4 separate regions of the Mus musculus genome follow, and all the other regions are linked to region 2. A link is a contact called in public Hi-C and Micro-C data. All regions are on one chromosome and are shown on one strand. Each heading gives the region's core, a stretch centred on a gene start, on an enhancer-like site or on the middle of the called end of the contact. The rest is flanking DNA. Distances are from core to core; before and after follow the strand shown. Region 1 holds the start of B230323A14Rik (RIKEN cDNA B230323A14 gene). Region 2 holds the start of Tbx18 (T-box18). Region 3 holds the start of Foxl2 (forkhead box L2). Region 4 holds the start of Sox14 (SRY (sex determining region Y)-box 14).

Region 1 (5,180 bases), core at 1,441-3,940, about 18 Mb before region 2:
CACTGTTTACATTTTTTTTTAAACCGCGCGCTTTGTAAACAATAACGGTGACTTTTAGCTGTGTTTTGCTTGTGTGTAGGACAAGCATCCTCCGGAGTTTTAGCAGCCTCCCTCCTCACTCCCAGCTAAGGGAGCTTCTGGCCGGAAACAAAACCCAGAAGGGGAAAAAAATCTTTAGAAGCCCGGGAGGCAGAGCCGCAGCCGGGGAAAGTAGCGGTCCGCCCATCCCGGCCTGATGGGCGGAGGCGATCCCTTTGGAGGATCAGTGAGTTGGTCTTGTGGCCACAGATTTTCAGGACCTAAGAAGATCCGGCCCTCTTAGTGCGGCTGCAGCCTCGGCGGGCTTCTGCTCCCGGGCAGTGTCTCTGGTCTTGAAATTGCGCAGAGTCCAGAGCTATGCCTCTCCAAGCTCAGAAGACGAGTAGTTTTGTTGTTTTGTTTTGTTTTGTTTTGTTTTGTTTTGTTTTGTTTTGTTTTGTTTTGTTTCTGTTTTCTCCGAGCAGGAGGGAGTCAGGGTGTTCTGCCTGTTGGATGGGAGTGCATTTCAGGGTCCCAGGAGGGACCGCTTGGCTTGGATTAGCCCCTGTTTTCTCTGGTGCCCTAGAGGGACCGAAGACAACTTTCACACGCCTTCCGGCAAGTTTGTGGTTTGTCTTCTGGTTCCAAAACCAAAAGTTCTTCTAAGAGCGAGGACTGAAGAAGGTAGAATGGGCAAGTCGGGGTGGCGGTTTTAGGTCGCGGAGGGCTGGACCCGGAGCAGGGAAGTGTTGAGAGGGGTGGTGTGGACCAAGACGGAGCCCCAGCTTCCTTGGGTCAGTGCACGGCCACCGAGTGCAAGGCGGAGGCCGGGCTGGTGAGTGTCTCGCTAGGGGTGGCGGGGCTGCTTTGGCTGGTGGCTGTCTGCGAGGAGGTGGGGCTGAGCGAAGGCGGCGAGTTCGAGAGCAGGGTGGGGATGGGTGCGGGCAGAGCTGGCAGCGCGGGCACTGCGGCCGGCGTGGGCTTGATGGGCACTGGGATGGCGGGCAACGTCTGGCCCGCGGCGTGGCACAGCGGCTTCAGCGGCACTCCATAGGCGCTGTAGTCGCCACTAGTCATGGAGATGGGGGTGGCTGAGTCGATCATACCCGCGGAACCGTACACATGTGGCCATCCAGTGCCCAGAGAGCTGCCCATGGTAGTTAACTGGTTAGGGAGAGGATAGGCAGCCGGAACCGGCTGCATGGCAGAGAAGGCCAGCCCCCCAGGCATCTTGTACTCCCTAGCGATGATGTTCTCGATAGCAAAGGGATGCTTGAAGCCGGAAGGCTGCGCCACACCGCCCAGGTTGTACGCAGCGGCCGGCATCTGCGGCAGATGCGTGCCCGAGGCGGCCAGCGCGCTGAGCCGCAGCTTAGCCTGCTGCTGGAGGTACTGCGCGGCGTCCGCCGGCTTGCTGGGCGCCAGGTGGTCTGACTTGAGCACCTTGAAGCGCTTGCGACGCCGCAGGAAGCTCCCGTTCTCGAACATGTCCCCGCAGCTGGGATGCAGCGCCCAGAAGCTGCCCTTGCCCGGCTGGTCTGGCCGCCTCGGGATCTTGATGAAGCAATCGTTGAAGGAGAGATTGTGGCGCAGGCTGTTCTGCCAGCGCTGCGTGTTCTCCCGGTAGTAGGGGAAGCGGTCCATGATGAACTTGTAGATCTCGCTGAGCGGCAGCATCTTCTCCGGAGAGCTCTGGATGGCCATGGCGGTCAGCGAGATGTATGAGTAGGGCGGCTTCTGGTCGCTGTACGTGTTGCGGCCCGGCCGAGGCATCTTCTTGCTTGGCCACTTGCTCAGGGTCCGCGCGGCCCGGAGGACTGGTCGAATCTGAGAAGGGGGGAGGTGATGGAGAAGGGCAGCATAGGTGCAGAGACACTGGCGAGGTCACTCAGGCCGAGTCACAGATATAGGGGGTGGGGAAGAGGGGATTCGGGTGCCAGCAACTTTGCGCACCAAACTGGGTAAGACTCAGCTAGGGGAAGTGGAGAGGGGAAGACCGAGAGCAGCAGAGAGGTTTGCAGGAAAGTAGGTAGGACCTGGATTCAGGGGAGGGGACAGAGAGATAGATGCTCACCTTAAAGTTGTTCCAAGTTGCCGGTCCGCATCCGGGATGGCGTGGCTGGTGGCCGAGTCCCTCCCTGCGCGCGACCGGAGCGCAGCGTCGGGGAGCAGTGAGACTCGCTGCCAGCTAGGCTTGGACTCAGCCCGGTAGAGCTCCTCTCCGCGGGCTGCGCAGCGCGCTCGTGGGTCGTGCGCCCTGCTGGGAGACCGAACTCGGCTGCGGAGTGCCCGTGAGGACAGTGGCAGACGCCGCCTCAGGGATCCAGAGGACGCTGCTGTGGTGTTCGTGGTTCCGCTGAGCTAGGTGGCTGCCTCCATGTCCACCCTCGAACCATCTGATAGTTTTAAGCGGTGACAGGAGCAGAAAAGACCCCTGTAGCGGCGCTTCATTAATGTGCCACTTCTTAGCTATCGTATGACAATCGCCTTGGGAGGAGGAGGAAAAGGAGGGGGAGCGGGGGCTGCAGAGGGAGGGGACTGAGGGAGAGGAGAGAGAGCCTGGCCAGCGCTGGTTTCTTTCACACCTATTTACATGGACACCTTGGCCAATAGGAATCACTTCCAGCCGAAGACTGGGAGACCGGGAAGAGCCTCTGCCGCCCGCGGGGAGCGGGCAGCGCCTACCGGTGTGCGCAATGGGAAGGTATGAGCGGAGCAGCGCGCGGAGCCGGCTGGCAGGTGACCACTCACTCTGAGCTATCTGCCGCGCCGGTGGTGTTTGACATGGAAATTGCTCGGCTGGGGTATTCTGTTTCCTTTGCTTTGTGTCGGGTTTGTATTGTTAGCTAACTTATAGCACAGGCTTTCTCCTGAAGGGCGACCTTTCTACTTTGGTTGCCACTGCGCGGGGTTGATTGGATGGGTTGTTCAAATGGAAACCTACCTCGCAATCCCACCCCCAGTCCTGCAAGAGGCAGGTAGAAATTTGTCTGTCGCTTTAAAAAGGTGGTAAAGTTAATAGACGCATATAGATAGATATATTTGGACAGCTGGGTGGATAAGTCCGTTTTGAATATATATATATTCAATATATATATATTGGTTGTGAGCCTAGCCTTTAACGGCTGAGCCATCTCTCCAGGCCAAGGTAAGTTTGGGGTTTTTGTTTTTTGTTTTTTGTTCTTTGAAAAGAATGGATGAATGTATTAGGTTCTGCTTTAATACGTTTTTCAGAGATTTAATGGGCACAAGGACGTTCAGGGTAAATTGAGGCAAGGCAGCGTGTGGGCCTGGGGAGGGCGGGAGTTTGTCCAATGTACGCTATGGCTTCCGGGTCTCCTTTTTCCAGGTGCTTGCGAAGTCTGAGGTTTCTTGGAAGTTAGCGGGTCAGCATTTTGCAGACCCCTCCCCCTTTTTACATGGGAATAGTTTCTTTAGAGTTTAGAACTCCATGAAAAGACAAACAGTGCCTGCTGAGACCAGCGAGGTTTTTTTTTTGGGGGGGGGGGGGGCACGTGGCACCAGGCCTGGAGAGAATAGCGGGCTCCTTCGAGTTCATATTTGCCTTGTGAGGATTAAATGAATCATTAGTATCATTATCATCATCATCTTCTTCTTCGTCGTCGCCGTCTTCATCAAACTGTTAGGGAATAAACCGCGACTCAACCCTTCGGCTTGCACGCAATGAGTACAAGCCAGGAGTTCCACGCTTTTCAGCGCTTTCCGGGGGCCTTTGTGGTTTTAAAAAGAACCCCATGCCACTAGGTTAAATACTTAATACCTACAGCCTAACAGAACTGTCTTTAAACTCCGAAAACCTCTTTTTCCTTTTTTCTTTCTTCCTCCCCCTCCCCCATAGGAGCAGACTGATAGTTGTAGTGTGACGTTTGTTACACTTTGAGTGACAGTAGAGCATTAGTCTGTGAATAGCAAGAAAACCTTTCAGCTTCCGAGCGCGCGCACACACACACATACACACACACACACACACACACACACACACACACACACACACACACACATCCCTACTCACATAACTTCATTAACCACAGTTTCGAAGCCGGTCAATAACTCACCAAAACGTAACTTAAACACGACGAATTTAGGAGATTAAACAATTTCATTAATATTGAAATGGCTCTGGCGCCTGGGCTGCTGCGCTTTAGATGCAAGCGCACGTTTTTCAATATTAACAGAGTGCTTGAAGGGAAGACTCAAGTCACCTTCTTAATTCGGGGGAAAAAATAACCAGGAGGAGGGAGGAGGTGCGAGCAGGGGGGTGGGGGTAGAAGCATTGACCCGTCTCTGGGGGCAAGGCTAGAACAGGGCAGATATGTGGATCTCCCTTCTCCAAAGATTAAATCAGTTGGACCCTAGGCCCAGTTTGGGCCAGAGGCAGCCCTACTGGACTGAGCTGCGCGCGCTACAACAACAAACTAAGGTTTGGTGGTGTTTCTGCGCGTGCCCGGGTTAGGCTCCAGGGCCTGCAGTGGGAGGAGCTGGGAGCGCAAAGGGGTGGGGAACCCGAGGGGTGTTTGAAGTGGGATGGAGTTCTGGTTCCTTGCCTTGCTTGCTCTAGATAGAGCTTCGGAGGCACTAAAGCAATCGCGGCTTTAAGCCAAGGTAGGATTGCTCCTGGGTGGAAAGGTGCCGGCTTGGAAGCCCTTGAGTATTTTACAGATTCCCTTTAGCAAACATGTGCAGGGGTTCATACCGAAATGCAAAGATGGATAAAATATTTATGGTGATTGCATCCCAGATGGTAAAAGACCATCGTCCCTACCTCCCCCCCCCCCAGCCCTACCCCCAATGGCAACCAGTAAGATACTTTTCTACCCGGTCTGGGTGAGGAATAGCGTAAGGTTTAACAATTGACATTTTGTTGTCCTGCAAAAGGGGTCTTTGTGTGGTTGTCGAAATCACTGCTCAGAGCAAACAGAAGATTAACTAAATTCTAAAAGTGAAAACGTTCACGGGGGGGGGGGGGACACGGACAAACCCAAAACAATCACTTTAACTTGGAATAAATCTTTGTTCATTTCCCTGGGGAAAGTTGTCACCACTGTGTCCATGCAGTATTACATGTAGGAATTGATGTTTGCCGAATTTTCAGTCTCATTACTTTTGAGAAGGAAGCTGAGGCTCACTGCCCATGTTTAGGG
Region 2 (4,986 bases), core at 640-3,139:
CTACTGTCTGGGGCCCTGTTGGGTGGGTCAGAGCTGCGGCCAGGGTCCGGTGAGGCCAAAGTCCCAGGACACACGGAGACTCAAGCTTACCTGCCGGCTTTGGTGATGATCATCTCGGTGCCTATTTCGTGAAAGCGCTTCCAGAGCTCCGCTCCTTGCAGATCTACTCTCGGGGCCTGCGGCGCGGGCAGCGGGGTCCCCGGTCGTGCCAAGCCAGGTACGGGAGACCCTTTCGGGGAGCCTCCCGGGGATGCCAACGGGGAGGCGCCCTGCAGGAAGCCATCCTCACAGCTGCCTGGACAGCAGAGGGTAGAGACGGGGAAGCAGTGAGGGGGCGATCCGGCCTTGAGGATCATCTCAGGGCCAGGCCCTAGGACAGCTGCCCGCAGTCCTGCCGCGCGGGGCGATCGGAGTTGCCTTGAGGCCTTTAGGGTCCCACCGAGTTCCTATGTCCCAGAGCCAGGCCCGCAAACTCCCCATGCGCCCCGCCTTGTGGGCCTGAGACCTGTCCCCGAGCTCACTGTCCCTGGGCGCAGATCTCACTGCGGCCGCTGCCGGGATCTGCTCCGGTCACCCCTTCCTCCCTCCGCCCCAGGAGGCCGCCGGGCCTCTGGGCCTCGCGCGAGGCACTTTCTGAGAACTTCCCCAAACCCCGCTCCAGGCAATCCTCCGGGCTGCTGGCTCTCCGGGCCCCGCAGCACAGCGGATAGAAGAGAGCTAAAAGCCCGCCCCGAGGCGCCCTGGGCTCCGGAGGAGTAGCGCTCCGCGTTCAGAAGGGCAGAGAGTGTGGGCGAGCTCGCCGCCGCCTCCCCGGTTGGCGCACCCAACTTCTGGGCGTCCGAGCCCTTTTCCGCGCTTTTAGCCCGCGCCCTCCCGCACGCGCCCCGGGGGCCCCTAAAACTTAGAGAAGTGAAAAGCAGCGGCAGCCCTGGGCTCGAACCCTCCCGGCGCAGAGGCGAGGACGGCGGCAGCCCGCCGAGCCGGGCAGAGAGCCGCGGATGGACGGTGTGCGGGGCCGACGGCTCAACGCCTGCCCCCGGGGCTCGGCGGCGGAGGCCCGGGAGGAGCGGGCGCTAGCGCTGCCTCACCGAAGCTCAGGTTCGCGGGAGCCGGGCGGAGACGCACCGGGAAGCCGCTGGGGCAGGAAGGGATCGATCGACTCACCCGCCGCTCCGCGGGAGCCACAGCTCCGCTCCGCGTCCGCGCAGCTCCGCGCTGGCCCGGACGCCGCCCCGGCTGCCGGCGGCGGGGCAGCCGCTTCTTCGTCGGCCTCCGAGCAGCCGTGCTCCCCCGCGCCTCCGCTACGGCTGCAGCCTGCGTCTTCCACCGCCCCCGCCGCCTCTTCCGTGGCCAGCTTTCTCCGCTTCTTTTGAAGCTGTTGCTGCTTCTCGGCGCCGATCAGTGCCTCCACAGAGAAGGCGTGCGCCTTGAGGCTTAGCATGCTGCACGGTGAGCCCCTCCGCTTCTCCGCCATCCCCGCCTCCCCGAGCCCGCTCGCCCCTCTCTCATATACTCGCGGCTGGGGCGCACGCACGCGCTCGCCCTCCTGGCCCCCCACCAAACGCTCCGCAGCTCCCGATGCCTCCCGAGATCTGTCCCCTTCCTAGCTGCGGGCAAAAACAAATTTGCCGTTTCCTCTTTCTCTGGCGTTGGGATCCGAGGAAGCAGGAACGCGGCCGCCAAGTTTCCTTCCCTCTGTCTCTCCCTCGAGTTCAATGATGCACTTCTTGACTCCCAAACCCTCCACCTCCTCCTGCTGCTCCAAGATCTGCCTCGACTGATGAGCCCGAGAGGACTAACACGGGGAAAAAAAAAACACTCTGCGGACACAAATTAGGGATTGTAATTGAAATTTGTTGCCTTGATCTGTCAGCACTTCAAGGCAGGAGAGCGGTGGGAAGAACTTGCTCATTAGTGTCAATAAAGCGGCGGGGGAGGGTCCTATGGAGCTGTCCATCACCGAAACGGTTTACCAATCAGGAGAATCTAACTCCGCTCAGCCCGCGCCCACTTCCTTACAAGGTCGGAAAATCTCAGACCGAAAAGCGCCGCCATCTGGCTCGTCTCTGCCAGTCTCTAGAAAGCTGAACCCTCTTTTGCTGACACCCGCCAACCCAGTCGCTTCTCAGGCTTTTCTTATCAGGACCAGGAAAGGCTGAGCCTCAGGGTTTAACCGAGAAAAGAGATCCGTAACTAGTAGTATAGAGGATCTTTCAAGGACCCTTAAATCTCCGGTCTCTCATCCCTGTCCATGGGGCTAAGAAGTACATTTGGAGGAGGCAGGAACTTACAGCCAACAGTTTGTTGTTTCTCACTTAAACATTCCTGCATCTATTGATGCCCACTGTATGGAGAGAATGACCACGGGCTTGAATCTTACTCCGAAGATTTTTTTCTTACGTGAGATGAGTTTACGCATATTTGATATTTTTTAGATTTAAAAATTAATCATTGTAATATCTCTCAGACCTTCATATAACCGATTCAGGAAAGGTGTCTCCTTTTATTTAGGACTAATTATTTTAAAACGTAGGTCCTGGGATTTTAATTCTGTTTGTCTTTAATGATATAGGTTTAACTTCAAAACTTCACAAAGTAAACCATGTTTTATGAATTTCTGTATGTTTTTTGAAAGTTCTGTATGTTAAAAGTAGCTTCGTATTCATATTGGTTTTTTTTTTTAATCGGCGTGTTTCTTTAAAATAAATTCAAAAGAAAGCAGAACTCTAGAATTGAACGATCGCAAACATGTATGTGCAGTTCTGTTGTTTAAACTCAACATTTTCTTAGGATTAACAGGATGTGGGTTTGATGGGGATAATAAAAAAAATCACTTGTAGAATAAAATTCACTATGTGCACAAATCTTTAGTATAAAATAGGCCAGGGACGATTCGTTTTGTTTCATTTTGCTTTGCCTCCTTTATTCGATGTTCATTTAAACACTGCAGTCCTAGCTTTCTTCTGGCTTCTCCTCGGCATTCAGGAAAATGGCCTCTGAAAGTACCATCAACCCCGGAAGGAGGGTTTTGTTTTTAAATCATAGATAGAGAAACCTGCAGTTCCTTCAGGACTGGAGTGCTGGGAAGAAATTGAACCAAGCAGCGAGTGCCTAGAGGCGCCTGCAAGGCCTGGGCCAGAAAGGACTTGGTAATATCTTTGCTGTGGATGCAGATTTTTAAATGCCTGAAAAATGCGTTCAATTGGAAGACATTGTTTTATTTGGGGCACTGGGAGCCGGTGTAGCCTACTGGCTTGAAGCTGTCTGGAGAAGCTCTCGCAGACTCATCAGAGTGTAGGGTGATGTGGTATCCTGAATAAGTTCAACCCGGTTAGTGAAGTTTGGCCTAAAGCGGGAGCCAACCAGAAAGCTTGAAGAGGCAGCCTGGAAAGTTCTGGGTTAGTAGGGAGAGTCTAGGACGAAGTCTGTAGAGTTTAAGCAAACAACTCAAGGCCCTGTGTGAAGCTCCCGCGTGAAGCTACGTATCTTCAGTTGCCCATTGAGCTAGAGCGCCCAGCCCCAGCCCTGGGCCCTCATAGATGGTCCAATGGAGCGGTTCTCCGAGCAAGGCCGGCTTGCAGCCTAAGGGATTCATAAATTCTGTGACGGAGGTGGGGGGGGGGGTGGAGTCACTAAAAGGTTTCTGGCATACTCGACCAGCCCGCAGGAGGAGGCTGGGCGGCTGATTCCAAGAAACCGCAGGGATTTCCAGACCGGAAGCCTACTTTGTAGTTATGATCTTGTCCCTTTAAATGCCGCACAGTTCAAACTGGTTTGGGATGTTGAAACAGGCCTTCTAGGCTACCCTGAGGAGCACAGGGTCCCAAGCCCTCCGCTGTCCCTCTGCGTCTTCTTCCAACGTTACCCCTGGCAGCTGGAGCCTCGGGGTACAAAATTTGACTTGGGTTCATATAACAAACAAACTGGAAAACAATATTACAAACTAACAACAAAAATAAAAGTAGTAGCTATGGGTCCAAGTATGCGCAGAGCTCTTGAGGCAGAATGAGGGCGCTAGCTCCCTTAGCTTGAATGAGGGCGCTAGCTCCCTTACTACTGGTCCCACTGCTTGAATCCCGCTCCAGCTCCAGGACCAAGGACAAACTGGTTCCCCCTTGGGTTGCAAACTGTGTACACAGAGCACGACCTGCAATCCTTGGAAACTATCAGAGAACCTCATCCCGGGCTGGATAGCGAAACTAGACCCCAGTCCGCTGAGAAGTCAAGGAAAGGGGTTTTACGGAAGCCTTAGTTTCCCGAGGCCTTTCTCCCCCCCCCCACCCCACCCCCCGTCCCCACCCCCACCCCCGGTTGCAACAAATGTATGCTTAAGAAAAGGCCAAATCCTGCTGTTCAAATCAAGAGAGTGACGAATGCACTGCCACTCGGCGTGCCCCACCCCGAACCTCCAAATCCTGGAGTCTCATTTGCAAGGCTTGGTCTGCACGCACCTATGATCTCCTGTAGAGGTGTTGGTGTATGCTTGGTCACCCGGGAGTGTGTTCCTATAACTCAGGGAGAGAAAAATCTCTTTTCCCATTGTATTACCTACATTAAGGAAGGATTAGAAGTGGAAGAGTGTGCAGTCGGGCCTCTGCCGGCACTTGCCAAACACTATTTTAACTGAAAGCCACTCTGGGGTTGGAGTCAGCCTAAGCGAACTGGTAGCTAAAGGAAAGGCAGAAAATCCTGGAGGGTCCAGATTTGGCGAGGGGAGAGAGATGATGAATGCTGGAATCAGGATCCCACGGAATAACCAAGATGTGTGTGTGTGTGTGTGTGTGTGTGTGTGTGTGTGTGTGTGTGTGTGTGTGTTGGGGAGGGGAGCGTGAAGGAAAGGATAGACGTTTAAATACCATATCTGCTCTCTGCTTTTTCTGATGCAGTTCTGAAACATTCTTCTTAAAAGAAAAATAATGAAGAAAACATTCTCTCCATCTGCATGATGCTTTTTAGTCTCTGTCTCTGTCTCTCTCTCTCTGTCTC
Region 3 (5,073 bases), core at 1,016-3,515, about 11 Mb after region 2:
ACCAAAGCCAGATATTTTTCCCCTGCCCAGAACCAAGCAGACTCAGATCCAGACCCATAACCTGGGCATGCCTGATGGTGAGGAAGAAGACAAACACCTGCAGGCATGCTCAGAAAACAGACAAGTATTGAAGAAGTGCTGTTTGTCTCTTGAGTGTGCTCAGGGCGGTGAGGGATAGCTTAGAAAAACATGGAGGCTACTTGGGGATACTGTCAATAAGGGCTAGATGTGGGTATTTCTCAGAGAAATTTAGAGAAGCCTACCTCCCTTGTATCCTGGTGGTTAGGCCGGGTTTGCCTGGCTGACCTCTCTGTAGTCATCTTTGAGATGTTGGACTACACACACACACACACACACACACACACACACACACACACACACACAGAGTCCTCCTTTCCCTTCATCTCAAAGTGGGAAGCACAAGCACACACTGTAGATAAATGGTCTTCGGACCGCTGGAGCCACTGGCCAGTGTGGGCTCGTGGCATTCTGGAGAACTCTTAAAGTCCAAGCAACCTGAAAGAAAGAGGTAGAAACAGGCACTGGGATAGCCACCTAGATGTGTGACTGGCACACATCATTCATTCAGACCATTATCCTTCACAACGTGTCTGATCACTCTTCCTCAGCCTCTCTCACACTTCCAAGACTGCAAACCTGTGTTAAGGCTGAGTGACAGGGCACACCTGATGTTGTGCTGGCACGGAAGGAATTCCTCTAAGTCCGTTTTCTATTTTCGGAGATGTAACTGGATCCCCACCAGACTTCGGCTATTATCTTAAAAACAAGGGGAAAGACTACTGTCCATTCGTGACTGGGACGCGAGAAAGCGCCTCCCCAGCCTGTGGTTTTCCTTCCTTACCTATGCTGGAAGGAGAAGATGCAGGTAACGGCTGTAAGGGTAGGAAGGACAAAGGAAGACAGGAAAAAAAAAAAAAAAAGAGGTTGTATCCACGAACCATGTTCATGGATACAACCATGTACTCTGGTGCTTGATTCATACACCTCACTAAGCAAAAATAAGCAAATACAAGTCTCACACATTGTACATATATAAGCATACCTGGGTTTCTGAACAGCACACTTGCGCAGTATCACGTGTGTCTTTAAGAACAGATTTTTGCCCCGTGCCTTCCACGCGTGACACTTGTGCACGCAACAGTCCCCAAAGCCCCTCAGCAACATCCTCGTCTGTGTCCAAGCCAGAGTACAAGGGATACCACTTGATCTTTAAAACACACACCCAAATTGTGGGATTGCAAGGCGAGTTCCAAGGAGAAAGCTGGTCCCTACATCCACCTCAGCACAGAGAAGCGAAACGTCCGATGCCAGTGAGCGGTACTCCTGGGTGTCTCTTCCCAGCGATCCTCTCCCCAGCCTCAATTGGGCTCAGAGAGCTCGAGGGACAGAGCAGGCCGAAGCTTCTGCCTTCCGTGACACGAGCTCTGAGCTGGTTTACCTCCAGCTGCCGCAAAGTTCGGCCACTCCACCCCGGTCCGGCCCCCTTGCCATCTCGCCCCTCCCTAAGCCTCAAAGCTAGAAGTCTAGCCCCAGCACAGCCCGAAGCACAGAGCAAAGGGTTTTGTTTTCTTTCACCTGAAAGCTGCCCAGAGGCTTGGATCACCTCTCCTCGCTGGGGTCAGCATTCCCGGGGCACTGGCAGGGCGCAGCGAGCCCCAACCAGGGCTTTTCGGCGAAGCAAACACCCGCAGATTTTCAAGACTCGTAAGAGCGTGAGGCAGGCTGTTGGCTGGGCCCGGGAGGCTCCGGAGGCTCGGGAAGGCCGGTCCAAGTTCTGCCGGCCGTTTAAAAAAAAAAGGAGACTTAGAGATGAACTCGCCCGTGCGCTGCTGGCTGCCCCGCTATAGGGGCGAAGGCCCCTGACGCAAGCGGAACTCTGCGGAGCCCATACGAATCAGAACGGAGCGAGGCTCCTGGCGCACTAGGGACTCCAGGAGGCGGCTGCGCCAGAGACGCGGGTCGCGCCTCGGGGAAACCGGGCGGTGGGGGGAGGGGAGAGCTCAGCCAAGAAAACCCACCGAGGCGGGGACTGGCCTGGGCGGGGAGGGGCGGCGGGGCCGGAGCCCCTCGCTGTTGGGCAGACTCCCGATGGCCAGAGGCTGACTTCCACTCCCGCAGACCGCTCCCCGGGGGGAAAAGAGAAGAGAGTGAGAGCCGCGCGAGGCCTCCGGTCCCCGCAGCCTGCAGAAGTTAGAGGCTCTGCGCCGAGCGCACACTCCTGCGCCCGCCTGCAAGGCGAGCCTGCACCAGGAGAGCACAGCCTCCGGGCTGCCCGGCCGCGGAGAGCCGGCTTTTGTCATGATGGCCAGCTACCCCGAGCCCGAAGACACGGCGGGGACCCTGCTGGCTCCGGAGAGCGGACGCGCAGTCAAAGAGGCCGAGGCGTCGCCGCCGAGTCCCGGCAAGGGAGGCGGGACAACACCGGAGAAACCAGACCCCGCGCAGAAGCCCCCGTACTCGTACGTGGCGCTCATCGCCATGGCGATCCGCGAGAGCGCCGAGAAGAGGCTCACTCTGTCCGGCATCTACCAGTACATCATAGCCAAGTTCCCGTTCTACGAGAAGAACAAGAAGGGCTGGCAGAATAGCATCCGCCACAACCTCAGCCTCAACGAGTGCTTCATCAAGGTGCCGCGCGAGGGCGGCGGCGAGCGCAAGGGCAACTACTGGACGCTCGACCCGGCCTGCGAGGACATGTTCGAGAAGGGCAACTACCGGCGCCGCCGCCGCATGAAGCGGCCCTTCCGGCCGCCGCCCGCTCACTTCCAGCCCGGCAAGGGGCTCTTCGGGAGCGGAGGAGCGGCGGGTGGCTGCGGCGTGCCCGGAGCTGGGGCCGATGGCTATGGCTACCTGGCGCCACCCAAGTACCTGCAATCGGGGTTCCTCAACAACTCCTGGCCCCTGCCGCAGCCTCCCTCGCCCATGCCCTACGCCTCCTGCCAGATGGCGGCGGCTGCGGCGGCCGCTGCTGCAGCCGCTGCAGCCGCCGGCCCGGGCAGCCCCGGTGCAGCCGCGGTGGTCAAGGGGCTGGCGGGCCCCGCCGCCTCCTACGGGCCGTACTCGCGCGTGCAGAGCATGGCGCTGCCTCCGGGCGTCGTGAACTCCTACAACGGCCTGGGGGGCCCTCCTGCCGCACCACCGCCGCCGCCACCGCCGCCGCACCCTCACCCGCACCCTCACGCACATCATCTGCACGCGGCCGCTGCGCCCCCGCCAGCCCCGCCACACCACGGGGCTGCCGCGCCTCCCCCGGGTCAGCTCAGTCCCGCCAGCCCGGCCACCGCCGCGCCCCCGGCACCCGCGCCCACGAGCGCGCCCGGCCTGCAGTTCGCCTGCGCCCGGCAACCCGAGCTCGCCATGATGCATTGCTCATACTGGGACCACGACAGCAAGACGGGCGCGCTGCACTCGCGTCTGGATCTCTGAGTGCCAACGCGCGCGGGAGCGGTCCCCCACCCCTATCCCGGGAGTGGAGGAGCCGAGCTCGGGTCGCAGCCGCAGCAGCCAGCCTGACAGCGCGCACTCCGGGACAGCTTCTGGATGCAGAGCCCTCGAGCGGTCTGCCCTTCCTCGGTCCGCCCCGCTCCTGCGACTCCGCTTTGTCGCCTCCGCTGCTCCTCCGGTGCTCTTCCCCGCCGCGGCCTCTGCTTTCCCGTGCTGCTGGCCGGAGGCCGCCCACTCCGTGCTTTCCGCGGGCCTCCTCTCCTCACCGCAGGGAGTGAGTCCCCGGCCGAGGTGCGGTCGAAGTGTCTGAGACGCAGCTTACCTCTTGGCCCTCTCTTCCAGGTCGGTGGACTCAAGCTCGATTTTATTTTTAATTCCCCACCCCGACTGTCTGCGACTAGAAGCGCTAGGCTGCTGGGGGAAGAGGGACCCACACTACCGGAGAATGGAAAGAACGTGTCTGGTCGCTCTGCGATCCCTCCTGGAACTGATCAGAAGCCGCTTGCAGAGGGGCCCACTGGGCGGGGCGGGGGTTGAGCCCCAGGCTGGAGCAGGGACAGCCTCGTTCCGCGGCCTGCAACCGAGTTCTCATCCCCCGCTCCTTGTGAGGCCGTGGTGCCTCCGCTCCGCAGAGCACCGCATAGGGCACCTCCAGGCCAGGTCTTTATGAAAAAGATTGGTGAGGCTTTTGAAAATATTAAAAAATACTTTTTAAAGAAAAAAAGAAAGAGGGAGAGAATAAAACATTCATGGGGGGGTGGGGAGGAGAAATGTAATGGCCTTGGAGTTTGCTAAAACCAAACAACAAAATCAAAAGTTTTGGTTTTCTTCATCGACCCTGCTGGGAAATTTGTGTAAGAATTCCCGTGGTGACTTCATTAGGCTGTGTTCAGAGGGAGGAGAAAATAACTAGCTAAAATAAGGTTTCCACTACAAATTAGGAATTTCTTTTCTATTTAAAAGTTGAACTCAAAACAAATTTCCCCGGATCTTCCGATTCTGCCCCGGATGCCAGAAGAGATCTCTGCCTGGCTGGTACACACCGCCCAGATGACACTCCTATCCCTGATTTTTGTTTTTCCAATGTCTTGTTTCTTCCACCTTCGGAAGGAGAAATGTGAAACTCGTCATGGCCGGCCCACACGGGCTTGTGGCCCCAGCCGGCTGGCCCGAAATCCCGTGACCTGGTGGTTGAGTAATGTCTTTCGGGGACCAAATTTTCTAGAGGGAACTAGAGCACTTTTGTTGTGTTTGTACGTGTGTGAGGGCGTCCCTTGTCAATTCCCAAATAAATTTTTTTGTTTTTTGTTTTTCTTTTAACACGGACTTGCATTGTTTCTTTTACACCGTAGTTCAGCAGCTAGCTAGCTAAGAGAGCGAGCCTTTCAAGAAAAATTGTGTTCTTTTAAAAAGTGACACAAACAAGAGTTGAGGACAACCCGGGTGGCAGGCGCTTTGGGCTGTCGCTGCTGCTTTGTTTTTCAGGAGATTGTTTGTTTTTCTGTGTCATCGTTTGTCTGTTGCGGCTGTTTCACACCGGCAAAGATACCCGGCCCTCGCTAGAGGCTACTGTAGGCAAGGTTTGTTCTCGTTTTGCGTTCGTGTAAG
Region 4 (4,782 bases), core at 1,798-4,297, about 12 Mb after region 2:
TTCTCTACCACCTCCGGCTTCCGAGTCCTTTGGGGGGGGGGCGGAGGCGCCCACAAATCTCTCAACAGCAGCAGAAAGGCCTTGAGTCCAAGGCTGCCCCATCCCTTCCAGGCACCATAGCAAAGCCAAGGGTGAAGGGAAACACACACCGCCTATTGAAAAAAACGCGGGACCACGGATTTAGGGAGTGAAACTCGCGGGATACTGGAGGTGAGAAGAACGTTTCAAATTAGACAACAAACTCTGAAGAGAGCTGTTGAGCTAGATAGCATCAGCAAAGCCTTGGCACCCTCAACAAAACACTCACATGGAGGGGGAAAGAGATGGAATCTCCTCTTAAAAATCTGTGTTTTAAGAACTCTTTGCCTGATGGATGGCAGTATTGTCTCCTTTCTTTTTTCGCCAATCTTTTTCCCACAACGGAACAACAACAACAACAACAAAGTCGTTATCAACCAATTAAAAACATTTTTAAACTTAGAAACTTAGTTTGGGGTCCCAGATTCCCAGGAGGGGGGCAGTGATAGCAAACATTAAAAAAAAAACCAACCCCACCAATTCTACCGCTTTCATCCCATGCTCTGAACTTAAGCACCCACAGCAGTACACACTGCTCCTGTAGAGAAACTTGTTCCTCCCTCCAACACTGCGACCCCCCAGTCTTTGGAGTGTAGTTGTTAAAAAGCAAACCCACCCAGAACTCAAGAGGTTTCATCATAGTTCATTCATTGCTGGGAGCTGTTTGACCCACTTTAGGAAGGTTGCGGGAAAGGCACAGCACTGTGATATTGGTACCTTTGCCAAGCCTCTAAAGGCAAAACTGGGGTCAGGGCCCCTCTATAGGCCATAGGCCACCAGGTTCTGCCAGGACAGGACCTCCTGCAGCCTACCCTGCTTCACTCCCTCTAGGTACTGCCAGCCTGGAAGAAGACTCCATCTCCTTGACCTGAGCCTCCTTACTAGATTTTTATGCACATCCAAGGTTACTTTTTTGCAATGACAGATTGTCTTTATTCAAAACGTCTTTGTTCAACAAATGAACAGAGGAATGAGGGAAAAAATCCTTCTAGGTACATTTCCAAGACATTGTCCAAACATTTATGACCATGTAGGATGTTTATTATTATTATTATTATTTTAAGGTTTTGTCCACTTTCTACTTCCTGACTTCATTACCTGACATTCTGTCTAAAAGTAAACTTAGGTGTCTAGGAGTACTGCGGGTACACAAAGCGAAAAGCCACGTGGTTCCTTTTTGTTTTCTTTTTATCGAAGCAAACACGACCATAGTATGGTTTTAAACAGAAAGGTTTCCCTTCCTGAAGTTTTAAACTTTTAAGCCTTTCACCTCCCCACACACAGGAAGAGCAAATGGTGCCTAGCTGTGTCTGACGGCACAGCACCAAGACTCAGCTCTTTTTCTTCAGTGGGAAAGGAAAAAATATATATATACGCATATTCTAGATATAATACCAGGATCTGGGAGTTCCGAGTCCAAAGCCTATCCGCGGACAGTGAGGGGGACGTAAATAAAGCAAAACTGCCTACTTTTTTTTTTGTCCAAAGGGGGTACAGTCGAGACTTGCTTTGGGAGAGTCGGGAGAGGGGAAGAAGATGTGTAGCTTTCTAAATGTTTGCAAATTTCTGGCACCAGTCTGTGCCTTGGGTCCAGGATGATGGCCCTTCCCTTCCCCCCTGGAAGAGAGAGGCAGAGTCTGGGGTGGGCAAGGGGCAGCGGCAGGCCTGACCCAGAGGCATCTGCGGGCCAGACTAGGTGCAAAGGAAAGGATTCAGATCTCTGCTTCCACGCTACCCATCAGGTCCGGGCCAAGCTTGGGGTTACATGGCCGTAGCGTGGGCTGACGAATAAGGGTCTATGCCAGTCTTGGTCATGCCTGGGAAGAGGATGTAGGCGACAGGGGGCTGCAGGGTGGAGGCAGACCAGGCGGTACAGTTACAGGGCACCACGTAGCCCGGGTTGGTGGGGGACGGGTGCGTGTGCGTGTGCTGGCTGGGGCAGCTGAGACTGCCGAAGGCGCCGTTCTGATAGCCCAGGGTGGACGCGTAGGGCAGCGCGCTGGTGGCCAACGTGTGGGGCACTTCACCCATCTTCTGGATGGCACTGGAACTAAATTGCGCAGGGTCCAGCAGGGAGTAAGGTGCCGAGGCAGGCGGCAAGAAGGCCCGGGCTTTCTCGGGCGCGCTCAGGAGGCCGTCGGAAGCCCCCACGGGCAGGCCGGCCGCCTTGAGCGGGTCCGTGTCGCCCAGGTAGGGCAGGGGGAAGACATACCTGTCCTTCTTGAGCAGGTTCTTCGGCTTGCGCCGCGGCCGGTACTTGTAGTCAGGGTGCTCCTTCATGTGTTGGGCGCGCAGCCTTTTGGCTTCATCGATGTAAGGCCGCTTCTCTGCCTCGGACAGGAGCTTCCATTCGGCGCCCAGGCGTTTGCTGATCTCCGAGTTGTGCATCTTGGGATTTTCCTGGGCCATCTTGCGCCGCTGGCCCCGGGACCATACCATGAAGGCATTCATGGGCCGCTTGATGTGGTCTGAAGGTTTGGACATGGTCCCGGCGAGGCGGGCGGGGGCGGGGAATGCAGGGGCTCTGCGGGCGAGCCTGGGCGCGGTTGGCCGTCTGTCTTTCTGTCCGTCCTGAGCCCGGGACTCTGAACTCCCCTCGTCTCGGAGCCGCAGAGGGGAAATCAGAGAGAAGAGCTGACCCTGCAAAGTTTTCAACTGATCATGCCAGTCCCAGCCCCCAGGCAGCCCCCAGGGGGCCGAAGGGTAGGAAGGGCAGCGGGGATGAGAGGGCGCTCGGCCTGGAGTCTGTGGGCACCAGAGATTGGGGCCCAAGTACCAGAGTCTTGGGATTAAGTGGCTAGGTAATTTTCTGGCAAGGGCAGGAGATTCCTCCTTCGCTCCCTCTTCACCTTCGCCTTCTCTCCTTCCCGTCTCTCCCCTGGCTTCTCTGGCCGTGGCTCCCCCCCTCCCGTGGTTTCCGGGCGCTGCTTTGCCTAGCACTGCACCTGGCCGAGAATGCGGGGAGGCTGGTGAACTGCAGCCAAAAGCGGCGAAGTTCAAAGGCGAGGTGGGCCGGGACCGCACGCACTCTGACATAAGCGCGGGGCGGCGACTCCCCAACCTGGGCTCCAATCAGCAGCAGGGAAGGCGAGGGGGCGCACCTGCCAACTCGCGAGTAGTGGAAACCCGGAGCGTCCCTGATGGGGGCGGGGAGAGGTATGAGGGACAGAGAGACCGCCACCGCGAACAGAGCGGCTTGATAGCTCAGGATTCGGGGCGGGGGTTCACATTGTCTCTGGCACTGTCAAAAAATTAAAACTCTTCGTGACCCCTGTTTTTCTTCCCCAGTTGTTCAAAGGAGAACCGGTGCTTCTAATAATATAAAGACCCAGGAAGCTGTCAGCCAAGCCAGCAAGCCCAGAGCTCACGTAGATAAATAGGACAGTCCCGTCACCAAATGGGAAGACAGCACCCTCTACCCCCACCCCGCCCCCAACAACACACACTTGTCAAAGATCCTTGGGAGAGGAAAAGAATATATCAAACTCAGGCCAAAACCAAAATAAACTTTTCGCGCCAGAACATCTACGGTGCTTTGGTATCATTCTCCCAGGTTGGCTTTAGGCGGCGCCTCCACCTGTAATCCAGGACGCTCTGCGGAGCAGTTCTGGGTCCCTGGGGGTCGGAGCCAAGAGCTTTGAGCCGAGACCAGGATGCTTCATGCGGGCTTCGCAGAGGTTTAGAGTCCTGATTGGCAAGCCCTTAACACTCTTCACTTTGGGGGCCCTTGCCACTAGGACTCTTCACTTTGAGGGTTGAGTGTGGTAGGCAGAGGTCCATCCTGATTCTTATTCACCTATGTTATTATTATTAGGCGATTTAAAACTCGAAGCTTCCCTCAACGTCCAAACTGCAAGGGCAGAGGGAAGGCGGGGCTTGGGGACCTTCCTGGTCTCTCTTCTGCGCCTGCAGCGTGGAGCCTCAGGCTGTACCCTCTTAGCTAGGGTCAATTTTTCTCAGGGTGCCTTTTCCCACCCAGTGAGGATGGGGGCTCGTTTCTCGAGTCAGATGAGCATTCTTCGGGTAAAGAGGACGAAATAACCCGCCGAGCCAACCTGCGAGCCTGTTTTCTTTGAATAATTGCCTGGCCGATGCGAAATGCCCTTGGGGGAAATATTTATTAAATGGAAACCATTGTCCCGGGTCCTGAAGGACTGGAGTGTGTTCCAGACTTATTGGCTTTTGCGCTAGCCAGTCTCTCCCGGGAGGAGGACAGGCCGAAATGCCCACGGCGCAGTCGGCTACCAGAAGCTGCGAGTGGGGGTAGGTGGGCGGCAAGAAGGGAGGGCCTTTTTTTTTAATGTAGTGTGTTGTGTTTGAAGGAGAGAATTTATTTCCGCTTCCTATGATTGCAAAAACGTGGGGGCGGGGGGGGGGCGGGAAATCGGTCAGCTTTAGGGCTGTTCTTAACAGTGTTGGATGTTATTCCCATTTCACAGATGAGGAATAATTTCCGGGAGAACTGATCTTCATTCTGATTTATTTAGAGGCAGCTGGAGCCCCTACTTTCTGAGAAAACTTTCACCTCTACCTGGGGAGGCTACCTTCCTATTGTAAAGCAGATACACAACATTTGAATTCCTCCAAAGGTGGCCCTTCACTCTCAGCTTCTCTCCTTTCTACCTCTCTCCTTCCCTCCCGTCCCCTTCTCTCTCCTCACCTCTCCCTTCTCTTCTTTCCGCTCCCCCCTGGCCCCCACCTCCC

The links. Hi-C and Micro-C count contacts between places; a contact is called where the count stands out from the background.
Region 1: a Hi-C map of embryonic stem cells shows a contact between it and region 2, with 10 times the contacts expected there. The contact joins the promoter of B230323A14Rik here to the promoter of Tbx18 in region 2. A contact is called at or near these places in 3 of 39 promoter capture datasets (cranial neural crest, embryonic stem cells and second pharyngeal arch cranial neural crest) and 4 of 484 Hi-C or Micro-C datasets (all in embryonic stem cells).
Region 3: a contact with region 2 is called in a Hi-C map of cerebellum, with 7 times the contacts expected there. The contact joins the promoter of Foxl2 here to the promoter of Tbx18 in region 2. A contact is called at or near these places in 3 of 39 promoter capture datasets (cranial neural crest, embryonic stem cells and hippocampal neurons) and 5 of 484 Hi-C or Micro-C datasets (cerebellum and embryonic stem cells).
Region 4: a contact with region 2 is called in a Micro-C map of embryonic stem cells, with 23 times the contacts expected there. The contact joins the promoter of Sox14 here to the promoter of Tbx18 in region 2. A contact is called at or near these places in 3 of 39 promoter capture datasets (cranial neural crest, embryonic stem cells and hippocampal neurons) and 4 of 484 Hi-C or Micro-C datasets (cerebellum and embryonic stem cells).

What each region holds. Positions count from the first base shown.
Region 1 is chr9:69,758,456-69,763,635 of GRCm38.p6, forward strand. B230323A14Rik (RIKEN cDNA B230323A14 gene) reads left to right here and starts at 2,691. Exons shown (of 5, transcript NR_040765.1): 1 at 2,691-2,757. It overlaps Foxb1 (forkhead box B1), which reads right to left and starts at 2,485. Exons shown (of 2, transcript NM_022378.3): 1 at 2,093-2,485; 2 at 1-1,845. The coding sequence starts at 1,791. The coding sequence ends at 814.
Region 2 is chr9:87,729,371-87,734,356 of GRCm38.p6, forward strand. It overlaps Tbx18 (T-box18), which reads right to left and starts at 1,890. Exons shown (of 8, transcript NM_023814.4): 1 at 1,165-1,890; 2 at 91-295. The coding sequence starts at 1,474.
Region 3 is chr9:98,953,342-98,958,414 of GRCm38.p6, forward strand. It overlaps Foxl2 (forkhead box L2), which reads left to right and starts at 2,266. Exons shown (of 1, transcript NM_012020.2): 1 at 2,266-4,785. The coding sequence starts at 2,320. The coding sequence ends at 3,447. Foxl2os (forkhead box L2, opposite strand) reads right to left here and starts at 1,969. Exons shown (of 8, transcript NR_003248.3): 1 at 1,064-1,969; 2 at 863-893; 3 at 687-777; 4 at 264-516.
Region 4 is chr9:99,873,123-99,877,904 of GRCm38.p6, forward strand. Sox14 (SRY (sex determining region Y)-box 14) reads right to left here and starts at 3,048. Exons shown (of 1, transcript NM_011440.1): 1 at 984-3,048. The coding sequence starts at 2,562. The coding sequence ends at 1,840.